Regions from separate parts of the Hordeum vulgare genome. Here region 2 is linked to region 1. Evidence: chromatin contacts called from public Hi-C data. All regions are on one chromosome and are shown on one strand. Each heading gives the region's core, a stretch centred on a gene start, on an enhancer-like site or on the middle of the called end of the contact. The rest is flanking DNA. Distances are from core to core; before and after follow the strand shown.

Region 1 (6,333 bases), core at 2,373-4,872:
TTGATTAAGATTGCATCCTAGATAGTATTTTTTTAATGCTTAACAGGTAAAATAACAACATATTCAGATTCTACATATTTTTCTAATCAAAATTCATATATAACATGTTAAATTTGGAGTTACGATTTAGAAGTTATGAGTATTTTAAAAAAGATTTGATATGTACTGCGGGTTTAATGTCAAAAACATCACGGGTTTTTTTATAAAATAGCATATGACGGACTAAGAATATCTATTTTCTTTATTAGTAGGTATAGAGTATAGATATAGATATAGATGGTCCCGTTGTAATGTCCATGGTTGCTAAGATTTCCTGATCTCTGCCAACGGAATTAGCAGCATAATTTGGTGTAGTTCATGACTCTCTGGCCACTTCTTATAAGACAAGATCTATTTATCTCGAACACACATCTGAACGCTGTAATGTTGTAACTAGAAGACCACCAAAATAGCAGGAAACACAACATGTCCAAGGCACGAAAAAAAAGGCCAGAAAAAATATAAGAAATAGGAGCCAAAGAATAACTAATAAAAGAAGAGAAATGCGAGAAAACAGGGGACTCGAAAAAGCATCTGCAACTGCAGCTTTCGCAGGCTGAGCAAGCATGGCTGCCATCAAGACGCAGCTCCCATAGACAACAGCCCCTGCCTGTTTCCATATTTCAGACTCATCAAGGATGAATTCGACCAGCGCTGCACAATACGAGCGCGCTTGGTCGAACAGACATTCATTGCAGCATGCATGAAGGATTTTCATCTAGGGTAAATTCAACCAACGACAAGACAGGATGTTTTGAAGGCAAAGAAAAATAACTCAGGATAATAAGGGAAAATATCTACAATTTTTACAAGCATACGTGATTTTTTTTCCTGTACAAAGAAACGAACCTCTAAAAAATTGAGGTATTTCATGCACTCACCAAATGGCTAACCAAAAAACTTCTCATTCTCCCTATATAACATAAAATGTCAGTTTTATAGAAAATCGTAAAGGGATTTTATTGTTTAAACTGATAACTTTGCAAGAAATCTAGGCTTTAATAGCCTAGCATGTGCTCCGGACATAAGTGTATTGACGAATCATCAGATTATAACACTGATGGAAATGTTGTCGGCATGGAATATATTAATACAGAATAAAAACAGTTGGGTAAGTCTTAAGTTTTGATGGTTACCTTTGTACCGAATTCTGATTGTCCAATAGGCCGGACAGATACATTCACATCACAGCGGAGGGAACCTTCCTGCATGTTGCCATTGCCCACTCCCAGGTATCTAACAACCCTTTGTATCTCAGCACCATACTCAGCAGCCTCTATGCCTGTCCTCATATCTGGCTCTGAGACAATCTCTAGCAAAGGGACGCCGGCTCTATTTAGGTCAACCTAGCCAACCAGAATAGCAACCACTTTAATCACTTTAAATTTGTAGCTATCAGTACAACGAGCCAGTACATAATTGTTTGATGCTGAATTTGCTCTATTTTATTACTTCTTTCTATCTATGATTTTCTGTCAAGTGCTAGTGCACAAGCACATGGTCTCGTGATGCTTTCACATAACCACATATGTAATGACACCTTGTTGCAGATTGCCGAAACCTCATGTTCTTGTATCAGATTTGAGAAGGCCTCTTTGCTTGGATGAAAGGCAAGATCTAAACAGTGATCTGACATCAAGTGCAGTTAAGCTGCTCTTGCCCCATGATGTGTAGGATTTGAATTTCTGTTGTATATGAGATTGGTACTTACCTTCTGTATGACAGAAAGTATAGTTTCCTCTTATTGTATGCCCCCTCTAGCATCAAATGTGTAAGAAACACAATTCTCTGTATTACTTGATCTTTAGCATTTATGAATGCAGCGGTTTAGAAATTGTACCGTTGCACTGTGCTGATTGTCAACTTTTCCATGATTCCAGGGCCATATCATGGAGCATCGAAGAATAGAATATAACAGAAAACAGGTAGTACATAGTTAGGAAATAACAAGGGAAACCTGAGAAAAACTCCCTGATTCAGAGTGAAGCAGCTTGCCAGCATCTTCTTCCATGTGAACCCGCGTGACCCCAAATCGCCTGTGACCACCACCAAACTCCATTGGAATATCCAAATCAAGGTAACCCTTCTCAGCAATCGGAATGTCAAACTGCGAAATCTGGTATCCCTTGGGAAGGTCTGGATAGAAGTACTGCTTTCGATCAAACTTGGATGTCATGGAAATCTCACAGTTGAGAGCGAGGCCTAGCTTGACAGCACATTCAACAACCTTTGCGTTCAGAACCGGCAATGTCCCGGGGTGGCCCATGCAGGTGGGGCAAACAGTGCTGTTTGGCTGGGATCCATAGTCGTATGGGCAGGAGCAAAACGCCTTTGTGATGGTCGAGAGCTGGACATGGGTCTCAATGCCGATCACCGCTTCAAAACCTTGTGTCTTGTGCTCCGCTGCCTCCTTGGTGGCTTGTTGAATTGATTTGCGCACTGATTTGGGCTCACTGGTCTGCACACTCTCCACCCTAGTTGTGAAGTGGGCTAGCGGATGACGTCGAGTGGTACAGAACAGGCCTGCATTTGCTCCAAATAAGGTTTGCGTTCTGATCCCTCGTAAGAGCGTTAGAGCCATTGTGGGCAATGTGCGTTTCGTCTATTGCAATTCACAATCTACTGGGTGGGCAACAAACAGCCTGCAAGATGAAAGAGAACAAAGAAAAACTTGAATACAGACAGATTTCAGGATAACATGAGAAACCAATTCACAATTTAGCTGGCATTGTTTTCGCTGCGTTTAGGTGGCTACACAAATGATAAATCGGCCCAATCCTCCCATGGCGATTCTCACCAAAGATGAATCAAGTTACACTTGCTCTCCAGATGAGTCAGAATAATCAATCCTACTGTTTCTGGAATGCTGGTAACCCTGAAATTAGTACCAGACTTGATTGCTGGAATGCTGGTAACTCTGAAATTAGTACCAGACTTGATTGCTGGGGTGCTGGTAACTCTGAAATTAATCTATGAACTTTTTACCAAAGACAAAACCACCATAAAGTCAGACATACTCAACCTAGTACGAATGCAGTATTGTCGCAACATTTGCTGAGTACTCCCTCCGTTCCTAAATATAAGACATTTTAGAGATTGTACTATAAACTACATACGGATGTACATAGACATATTTTAGAGTATAGATTCACTCATTTTGCTCCGTATGTAGTCTCCTAGTGAAATACCTAAAAGGTCTTATATTTTGGAACGGAGGGAGTAGTACTCACGAAATTAGCTATTACTCCCTCTGTAAACAAATATAAGAGCGTTTAGATCACTACTAGTACGAAGTTTCTTGAATAAAAAACTACGTCAGTAACCAATGAGCCATTGCGAAGTTGGCATACGAGTGAATCCTTTGTTAGGGGAGGGGAAGGAGTGGGCTGAGGGGAGGGGAAGGAGTGGGCTGAGGGGAGGGGAAGGAATGGGCTGAGGGGAGGTGAGGGGACGGGAGCTGCACCTCGGCAGCAGCGACAGCGAGGAGGTCCGCCGGTAGACAGAGATCGACGGCGAGGAGGTGCAGAGCAAGGCGCGCCAGCGGAAGGGAGAAAGGAGAGGCAGTGGAGAGGGCTTGTTAGGATGATTTTCATTCCCAGACTAATCATCAATCACCAGGGGAGAGCTGGGCCCCGGGAAAACGGGGGCCATGGCCTCGGACTTAGATCACATTGGCCCACTCATTTCTCTCTCCCTGCTCAGCCCAACTCAGCCCAGTGAGAGAGAGAAGCTGAGACCACAGATCCCTGGCTGCCTCGCTCTAGGCTCCTCAAAAGAAAAAACTGCCAAAGACTTGTTCTTTCTCAAAAACAAAACTGGCAAAGACTCCAAATATGGTTGACATGAAAGGGCAAAGGATACGTGGCAAAGAAACTGGAGACGTCCGGAGCTTTTGAAACCTTTTTTCTGCAGAGTACTACCTGGTTTATTAGTCCCATCTTACTTAGGATCATATTTTGACCATGATTTTAACTAACAAAATATATGTTATACATAGCAGAAGTAATATCATTCAAATATGAATCAACGATATAATTTTTTTTGACATGCAGTGACATTTTATTAGTTAAGTTTATGATCAAAATTTGACACAAAATACAAAGGGGGCCAATAAACTAGGACGAAGCGTATTATGCTCTACAGACTTTTGAAACGGTTAGGGAACAATATTATTGCCCTTTAAAAACAAGTATATTGGGATGGAAAATTAAAACGATTAGTTGCTAATATAAAAGGCTCACCAACTTTGGTGGAAATCATCACATCTCCCAAGGTTCAATCAGATAGTCCATTATCCTCTTCTTATATTTGAAAGCACGGCTCAATCCAACATATAGATTAACTTCAGGTTACACCCCACGCAGACCAATAAATTCAAATGAGCTATTTTTCCTATATCTATCTAAATAAAGGCTTGATGCTGCAAAACCTTTGCAGGCTAATTTTCTCCAAGTGAATTCGACCAGATCCCATGGCTTGAGCTCCTGAGGAAATAACATGACCCCAAAACACTTCTCATTGCTCCTCCACCAGTTCCTTTTGTACTTGATCTTCACAACTAAATGTAGACTATCAGCAGCAAGGACATATAAGATCATCTGATGAAAGTAAGCATGACGTCTTGGTCCACGCTTAAGTACTGCACTACAAAGATACAAGACTGGATGTTCTAAAGTACACATAACAAGCAGACGCTGCTCAATAGCACCAGCAGCATGTTCATGAAACCAGTGCAAGAAAAAATACATCATCCTGCTATCAGGCCTATCACTTACACAGTGTTGGGTGGAAAGGGAAAGAAATATCAACAAAGTGCTTTACAACGAACAGAACAGGACTAGGCAGCAACTTAACCGAATATGAAACTGATGTTTAAACACATGATTCTAATACAGTCGTTCCCTCAGTACTTACAAGAATACCTTCTTGTAAAGGACTTTCTCATGCAAATAGATGTTCCAAGAGAACAATACACGGCTTGCCGCCTGAATCAGTATTCTTCACAACTTCTACAACTGCAAAGGAAGTCTCTTCTGATTGGCCCAGTCTAATGCAGCTATAACTTCACATACTTGTCAACATAACCCTGAAGAAATGAAATAAATCGATTGGTACATGCATATCCAAACATAATTATGCTGAACACAAGTAAAGAGTGTGTGAAACTCTATATATGTAGAACTTCAGAATTTATGTGCACCCATGCATAGCTGTTCTTCCAATTTGTTCACTTTTTTCTCAGAGAAAGGTAAGGGAGTTCCCTCCTGCTGAAACATATTAATAGATACAACAAATTTACTAACAGACTACAAGGCTTCACGCCCATAAGAAGCCTTCACAATCTGGAAAGTGAAGTAACCAAAACCTTAAACTAAAACCAGCAAGCAAAATAAAAATGCTAGAAGAACAAAAGGTGCACAAGAATGCCTTTATTCATCCTAAATAGACTCAACATCTCAGCCAATTAGACAAAGCATCGGCAAACTGTTGAAAAACTCTAGCTTGCCAACTGTTTCTTTTTGTCTAAATATTCCAACAATCCAATGTAAACGGTTCAATAAATAAAATTTGCTTGCCTCCAGGTTGTGATTTATCTAATTTGTTAAGCTTATTCAAAATTTAAGATGAATCCCAGCCTCCCAAATATAACAGTGTAAACTAAAATTACATGATGCTAAATTCATACCCAATCGCCAAAGAATTCTCGACATCTCCATTTACAAAATCATAGTTTAAGAAGAGCATGAAGACAAGAAAATATGTTGCTTTTCACACTATAAATGGATGGCATATTTTCCATGATTGTGTTCAGATATTTAAACAATCATGTAACATCACCACAACATAGTAAATATTGGGAACTGTAAACATATGGCCAGAAAGAGTATTAGCAAATTCAGTACATAATGCTATGCTGGTGGCAGTGTAGACATACCATTACTAGTTTGGTCACTTTCCTTTGAGAAGACTGGACATACTGTCTAATCTTGGCTGGTGTTTTCGGTATATGATTGCCAGGAACCGAACTAGAGACCTTATCAACTGTTTTCCTAACAATCATTTTGAAAGCATCTCTGCTCATGTTTCCCTGCCTCCATGATGGCTTAAGAACTTCCTTAACGAAATCTGCAATAGCAACCTTAAAAAGCTTCATTGATCTGGAGTCCTTGCTCTTCTTACTTACATCCAATGACTGGTCATTGTCGATATCATCAGGAATATCTGAGCTCCAGTCTTTAGCACCTAAGGGCTCAGGGCTTGCATTCTCCACCACTCCTGTTTCAGTATCTGCTG
Region 2 (6,333 bases), core at 2,212-4,711, 990 kb before region 1:
TCAACCCCCCTCTAGACACATCTTCTATCGATTCCACACGTTCTTCGCGGCGTACTTCTACTGCGGGGTGGTCCCCCCTTTTTGTGCTTTCTTCATAGATCTAATGTTGACCTATGGATTCTGTCTACTTGATTTCATGCCAAACACGGTAACCACCATGTTTGTTTTCGCACACTTGTGTTAAAACTTCATAGGAATAGTCCCCAACGTCTCCCTTTTCCGCCATTTCTTCTTTCCCTGTATAGAGTGCAAGGATGCCATCTCTGACAGCATCGCCTAGATTCCCAGAGCTTCCTACAAGGAAGTGTATCCCACCGGCCTTGTGCACAAGAAGTGGGAGGAATGGCGAGGGGATTGGTGCTATATCCTTGAGAAGGAGCCCCCGCCCTTTTGTAAGGTCCAAACGTCTAATCCTTTCTGCAAGGATGAATGTAATGTTGTCGCCCGAATGACGAGAAGGTGGAGATAGCGATCACCCGCCTACTTTAGCAGAAGGCCGCGGGGATCACCATAAAGATGGTGGGCTTTGATTTTCTCGCTAGGCGCATTGCTCCTCTCCAAGAATGGAAGTGCTTCACCTGGTAGTATACCGGGCCTTCCGACATTTTGCAGATCTGCCCTATGCTCGACAGTGACCCGACCTACATCCAGCTCGCCTTCTTTTGCCACCAGCTCTTCCGTGCGGAGGGGAGGTTCGTACTCTCACCATCTATCGCCCCACTCTGCAACAATTGCCGCCTAGACGTGATATTAGAAATGATGCCACCGTGCAATGCACTCGAGGTGGATCCCTCGTGGTAGGCCACGACAAGGGAGGCGGTGCAGGCGTGGTTCGACACCCTAGTAAAGGTGCACATGAGGGACGAAGGGTCGATGATCCGCGCGAGTTCATTGGGCCGGGAGCCGTAGAAGCGGGTCTGAACACCGCCAACAACACTTCGAGGGACACCGCGCCCGACGATGAAGAAGACGAGAATAAACAAGAGGGGGAGGGCGATGACAAACTGCTAGCCGAGGGCCAGTTAGAGGAACCCACCGCCATCGAGGGTGCCGGGGTTGCGGGCGTTGTGGTTGGCACGGAATCGGAGCTTGAGCAGCCCCCAGTCCGCGCCGCCCACAAGAGGGACCCATGCTTCACAGGGCTGGCACGGGAGGGACGTCGTACCCCCCTCTAGAGGTCGAGGACGAGGAGAAGGAAGAAGACCGTGCCGCGAATTTCGGCCGACCACGACGGACACGACGGTTTCTTGCGAGGCAGTCGGCAAGCTCTGCCACCCCGATAAGGGGTCAGGTGGTGCCTGCTCTGTAATCGCAGGGATGAGGAGACCTTGGCGTAGAGGATGGCCAAGAGGAGAGGCCGTGCACCCGCCACCAGGGGTGCGACAAGCATTCCGCCTGAGTAGGCCGCTTTGCCCGAGATGGAGATTGTGGATCCTGACTCCCTGCCCAGTCCTCGAGAAGAGGCCCCTCCTCAGGACCCGATGGAAGGCATAGGTGATGCTGCCGGCGCCTCCTCCTCCATTCTGTTGCCGATGGGGATGGAGCACCCGGAGGTGGCTTGCGAGGGCTCGACCCCTCAAGGGATCTCCCCGACGAGGGACCCTATTACCAAGACCGTCCTGGTCGAGGACTTGTCGACGAGATGGACCTCCGACGAGCAGGTGACGACGACAGACCCCACCGGAGGAGACAAGGTGCCTCCTCAACAGGAGACCATCTGTAAGCTCCCGTGCAGTCGGAATGCTGGTTTTATTTTGACGGCATTGTTTTCTTCCTTCTCTTTTTATCTTCTTTAACTTCTTCCCAGTCCATTTTTTCTTGTCTTTGTCTGAAGATCTGGCACCATCGGAAGACCTCGGCGCTGATGTCGATGTCGAGGGGCTCGCCAAGGAGGCAGCCGAGGAGCCAGTAATATCATGGTGGAGAAGGGCGGCGCGCGCCGCGACCCTAGGGACAACGACAAGCAAGTCCTAGAGGGGCCGACCCTGGATACGGCACCCGACGTTGGAGGATCCCCTCTTTCCTGAGCATCAGGGGAAGGTATGTCCTTCTTGCTTAGAGCCATTAGCGGGAATGTCGTTGGTCCGTCATCGACAATGGAGCCACCTCCAACCGGTTACGTGCGAGTGAGCGACCTGCAATTCGTCAACTTCCCCGGTGACGCCATCCTCAGGGCTTTCTCCGAGGAGGTGGCCGTGGGCGAGGCGATCGACACCCCCGGAAGAGATGTGATAGTCGACTCGTTCGGCGTGAGCGACGAGGCCAAGGAGCATGCCATCTGGTTTCCTTGAGCAAGAGCGTCCGACAGCTGGCAGCACACTATGTCAGCCGTTCGTAGAAGCTCGACCCCGGGAAGCCGTTCTCGTGGCCACCGAAGACAGGTTCCAGGCGCTCCATGCCGAAATGCAAACATGGTTCACCATGAACCGTAAGGAGATCGGCGACCAGCAGGTCGTGCTCAAATAGGCCAAGGTGGAGTTCATCAATCGGCAGGACGAGGATGAGAAAATGTGGAAGGAGGCCGATGAAGACATCGACAACTAGGATGCAGAACTGAAGGCACGCAAGATATCCCTCGACTGCCACGAAGAAGAGCATGCAGCCCGTGAGAAAGACCTTGCTAATAAGCTTGGGGTTGAGCTGGGCAAGCAGGTTCAGGTCTTGGAGCTGGAGCACAAAGCTCCACTCGAGAAGCTGGCCACTGAGTATGCCGACAAGCTCCACGAGGCCGTGAATGCTGTTGAGGCCGTGTAACATTCTGGAATTGACGCTCGAGAAGATTCCCCTTTAATTTCATTGTCACCATTGATTATTTGGTTATCGCATTCATCATCGCATCATGCGCATAATCTGCATAGTATGAGGACTCCATTGCCTTCATTTTCAAAAACTTGCATCCATTATTAGTTGTGGTTCTCTCCGTTTTTGTCGTTGACCATTTCAAGATCAACCACACACGTCCGCGCCCGCGGCATCGTTAAAATATTATTTTTGAAAGTGTGTATAAAACATTCTCGGATTGGGTTGAAACTTGGCGTGCAGTCTTGTTTTAGTGTAGGTAGGCCGCCTGCCAAATATCATCGCAATCGGAGTCCGTTTGATACCAAAACGATTGACCGTAGCGACACCGTCATCGGTTTATTTATCAAAGATTCGGTGTTTTAAAAATCTTGTGCCGGGCCGCACTAACTCCCTCTCATCTCATCCCAAGGCCTTCTACACGGACCAACAACCCCCTAACCTATCCCTACGACCGGGCCGTTCCATCACAACTGAAGGGCTCGAAAACGAAAATAAACTGCCAAACCTAACACCAATTTGTTATAAATAGAACCCTCCCTACCGATTTTAGTCTAAACCCTAATTTCCCTCGATCCCCACGCTCTCCAGCCTTAGCCGCCGCTAGCCTCCTCCCACCTTGAAACAGGCCCAACCGGGCCCAAGGATGACCCGCCCGAGCCCATCCGGGGCCTGAGCCGCCGCCGCCGCGTGCAAAGTCTCCTGTCCAAGCTCTCTCTAGCGCGCCCCCATCCCCTGTCGATGTAGCGGCCGGTACTTGCAGGAGAGCCGCAGTTGCACCGGGGCTCCGTGCCGAAGCACCTCGCTGCTGTCGCCTTCACACCGGCAGCCGGACGGAGCCACGTCAGCCGCCATGCCGACCCTGCTTCGCACCTCGAGCTTTGGCCGTTCGTGAAGCTGCCGCCTCGCCCCGACTAGATCCGCCCGTTCCGGGCCACATCACGTCGCCAGAGTGCCCTCCATCTCCGGATCGTCGCCGTCCGCCGTGCCATCACCGCGCCGCTCGCCGGAGTCGGCGTCGTCCCTGACCACCGCAGCGTGCATCGCCCAATCCCACTCGCCCCTGCGTTGACCCGCATGTGGGCCGCGTGGGCCGGCCAGAGCGAGCCGCCGCCTCACCCCGCGTGGTCCTCACCATGCCCATTCGCCCGCCTCAGCCCAGCTCCGTACGAGGCCGAGCTCCGCCTCCCCCCGAGCCGGCCTCGTCGAGCTGCTCCATGGGCCAAAGCCCACGAGGTGAGCGCCCCTTAGCCCAATCCCCTGCCCGACGCATCAATTACTATACATCGCCCATGCCACTGTTGGCCCTGATCGCAGAGTCGGCCCGATAATGTTTTTTACGTTGTGCGAATTTATCAATTATCAATGACATGTCATAATTTCAGCAAAATGCCATGATTTAAAATGATGATAACTAATTAACCATACATCGGATTAAAATGATTTCAACATGAGTAATGTGTCTAATTTCTCATAGATTAATAATACTACACTTTCATGCGTGTTAAAAATATTTAAATGTGTTGTTTGCATTGTTTTGTGTGATGACATATTAACATGATTTAATTCATAGCAAAATAATCGTGCATCGGATTTAAAAACTTTATACATGAAAGTTGCTTAGAATTTTATGTAGTTTCATAATATCCAGCTTTCAACCATGTTTAAAATGTTTAACATGCTGTTTTAATTTAATTTGCACCAATGCCATGTTTAAACGGTTTGTCTCATAATTAATTAATTGTAGCTCCGATTAAAATGTTCCACATATGTAACTTGGCTAGAAAAATGTGTAGGACAACAAGGTAGTATTTATTTTCCTGTTTAACAACTGTAAAATTGTGTTATAGGCAGAATATTAGTGATTCTTAATTTGCACATGGGGATTTTCTGGAATTGTTGTTCATTGTTTCGGCCTCATTTAAACTTGCATGGGATCTCACGTAGTTTCATAATATATCGTTGCATCTGTGCTTTAACATGTCGTGGCTGTCATTTGCATACATTTTGCATTCATGTCATATCCTCTTATGTTGCCCATATCTTTTAAACCCTAGCTCCATATTAGATGATCTATATATGTAAATCGACTAGAATGACGTATAGAATCACATGGTCCACTTTTTTTTTTGCTGTTTAATAAACATAAAACGTGCTTAGTGCAGATCTAGACCAATTTTAAAATTAGCATGTGGGGTCATTTCGGAAAATGCTATATGTTGTTTCCGACCTCATTTAAAATGCCTAGATAGTGTAGTTTGTTTATGTTTCACCTCTTCCCTGTTTAAACAACATTTAAAGTTGATGAGTTCAATATGCAACTCATTGCATATTGAGCTTCACTTAATGTGTAGTATTCGATTGTTGTGATGTGCCATGAATTGCATAATTAAACCGAACACACATCATATGTGCTTGTGCATCATGTCATGCATATGTTTTGGTGAATATCGTGTGTTGATTCTTGTTTCTGGATCGTTTCTTCTCGCTAGAGTTCCGCAAACGTGCTGGAGTGTGAGGATTCGTTCGACTACGTTGATTCGTCTGCTTCAGGGATTCGTTCTTCTTCCAAGCGGGATCACCGGCAAGATGACCATTTTCCTAGATACCATTACTATCATTGCCATGCTAGTTGACTCATTTCTTTTGTTGTGTCTTGCTGCCTACCACTTAAATGTCAGCCTTCCAACATTGACATGAAAAGCCTCTAACCTTTCCACAACCCAGCAAACCATTGTTTGGCTATGTTACGGCTTGCTCAACCTTCTTATAGCGTTGCTAGTTGCAGGTGGAGGTTCTTCCATCTAAAACAAATGGGTTCCTTGCTATATCACCATAATATTGCTATTTAATTTAATGCAGCTATATACCTGGTAAAAGGCGGAAGGCTTGGCCTTTTGGCTGGGTGTTTTGTTCCATTTTTTATGCCTTAGTTTCGGCTACCGGTGTTAAGTTCCATATTGAGCGCTCCTAACATGTTTGGGGTTGTTATGGGGACCCATCTGACTTTCATTTTTGGATAAAACTCGTGTGGCAAGGCCCGACATTGGTACTAGATTTGCCTAATAACCTAATAAAATTGCACAAGGACTTTTCGGACCCCGTGGATAATTAATCAACCCCCGGGCCAGTACTCCTCATGAGTGTTTGTCCAAAATGGAGCCACTTGCGGGGCCACCCGGGGCAACTTGGGGGATTTATATACGGCCATCGTACATACCGCTCATCTGTCATGTCCTGAGAATGAATTACGCGGCTCCTATTGGGGTCGTCGACAAGCCGGGCGGCCTTGCTGTATTTGTTTTACCTTTCTCGAACGTCTTGTGCAAGGGCTTCTGATGATACTTTGGACTATCTCGAGGTTGAGGTTTTCCACCAGGAATCCGAGGAGATCACGGTTTTCCCGTGGTCGAGGTTTTCGACACAGCGTGTGGTAGCTTGTGATGGACTAGTTGGAGCACCCTTGCGGGGTTATATCTTTCAGAAATCTGTGCTCGCGTTTATGTGGCAACTTGAAAACTTTGTTTAACATCC

Evidence for each region. Hi-C and Micro-C count contacts between places; a contact is called where the count stands out from the background.
Region 2: a contact with region 1 is called in a Hi-C map of leaf, with 4 times the contacts expected there. The contact joins the enhancer-like site here to the promoter of LOC123426335 in region 1. A contact is called at or near these places in 2 of 6 Hi-C or Micro-C datasets (leaf and seedling).

The regions. Positions count from the first base shown.
Region 1 is chr2H:376,258,046-376,264,378 of MorexV3_pseudomolecules_assembly, reverse strand. It overlaps LOC123426335 (glutamyl-tRNA(Gln) amidotransferase subunit B, chloroplastic/mitochondrial), which reads right to left and starts at 3,622. Exons shown (of 10, transcript XR_006622168.1): 1 at 3,503-3,622; 2 at 1,997-2,681; 3 at 1,176-1,385. LOC123426334 (nuclear receptor coactivator 6-like) reads right to left here. Exons shown (of 5, transcript XM_045110143.1): 4 at 5,975-6,333; 5 at 4,324-5,125. The coding sequence ends at 5,096.
Region 2 is chr2H:377,246,894-377,253,226 of MorexV3_pseudomolecules_assembly, reverse strand. No RefSeq gene overlaps it. Among protein-coding and RNA genes, the nearest start is that of LOC123426341, 83 kb to the left of the region's middle. Within about 2 kb of position 3,461, at least 3 of the 3 cell types and tissues checked have open chromatin away from gene starts, as enhancers often do. A contact at or near this core is called in leaf and seedling, where this site is marked.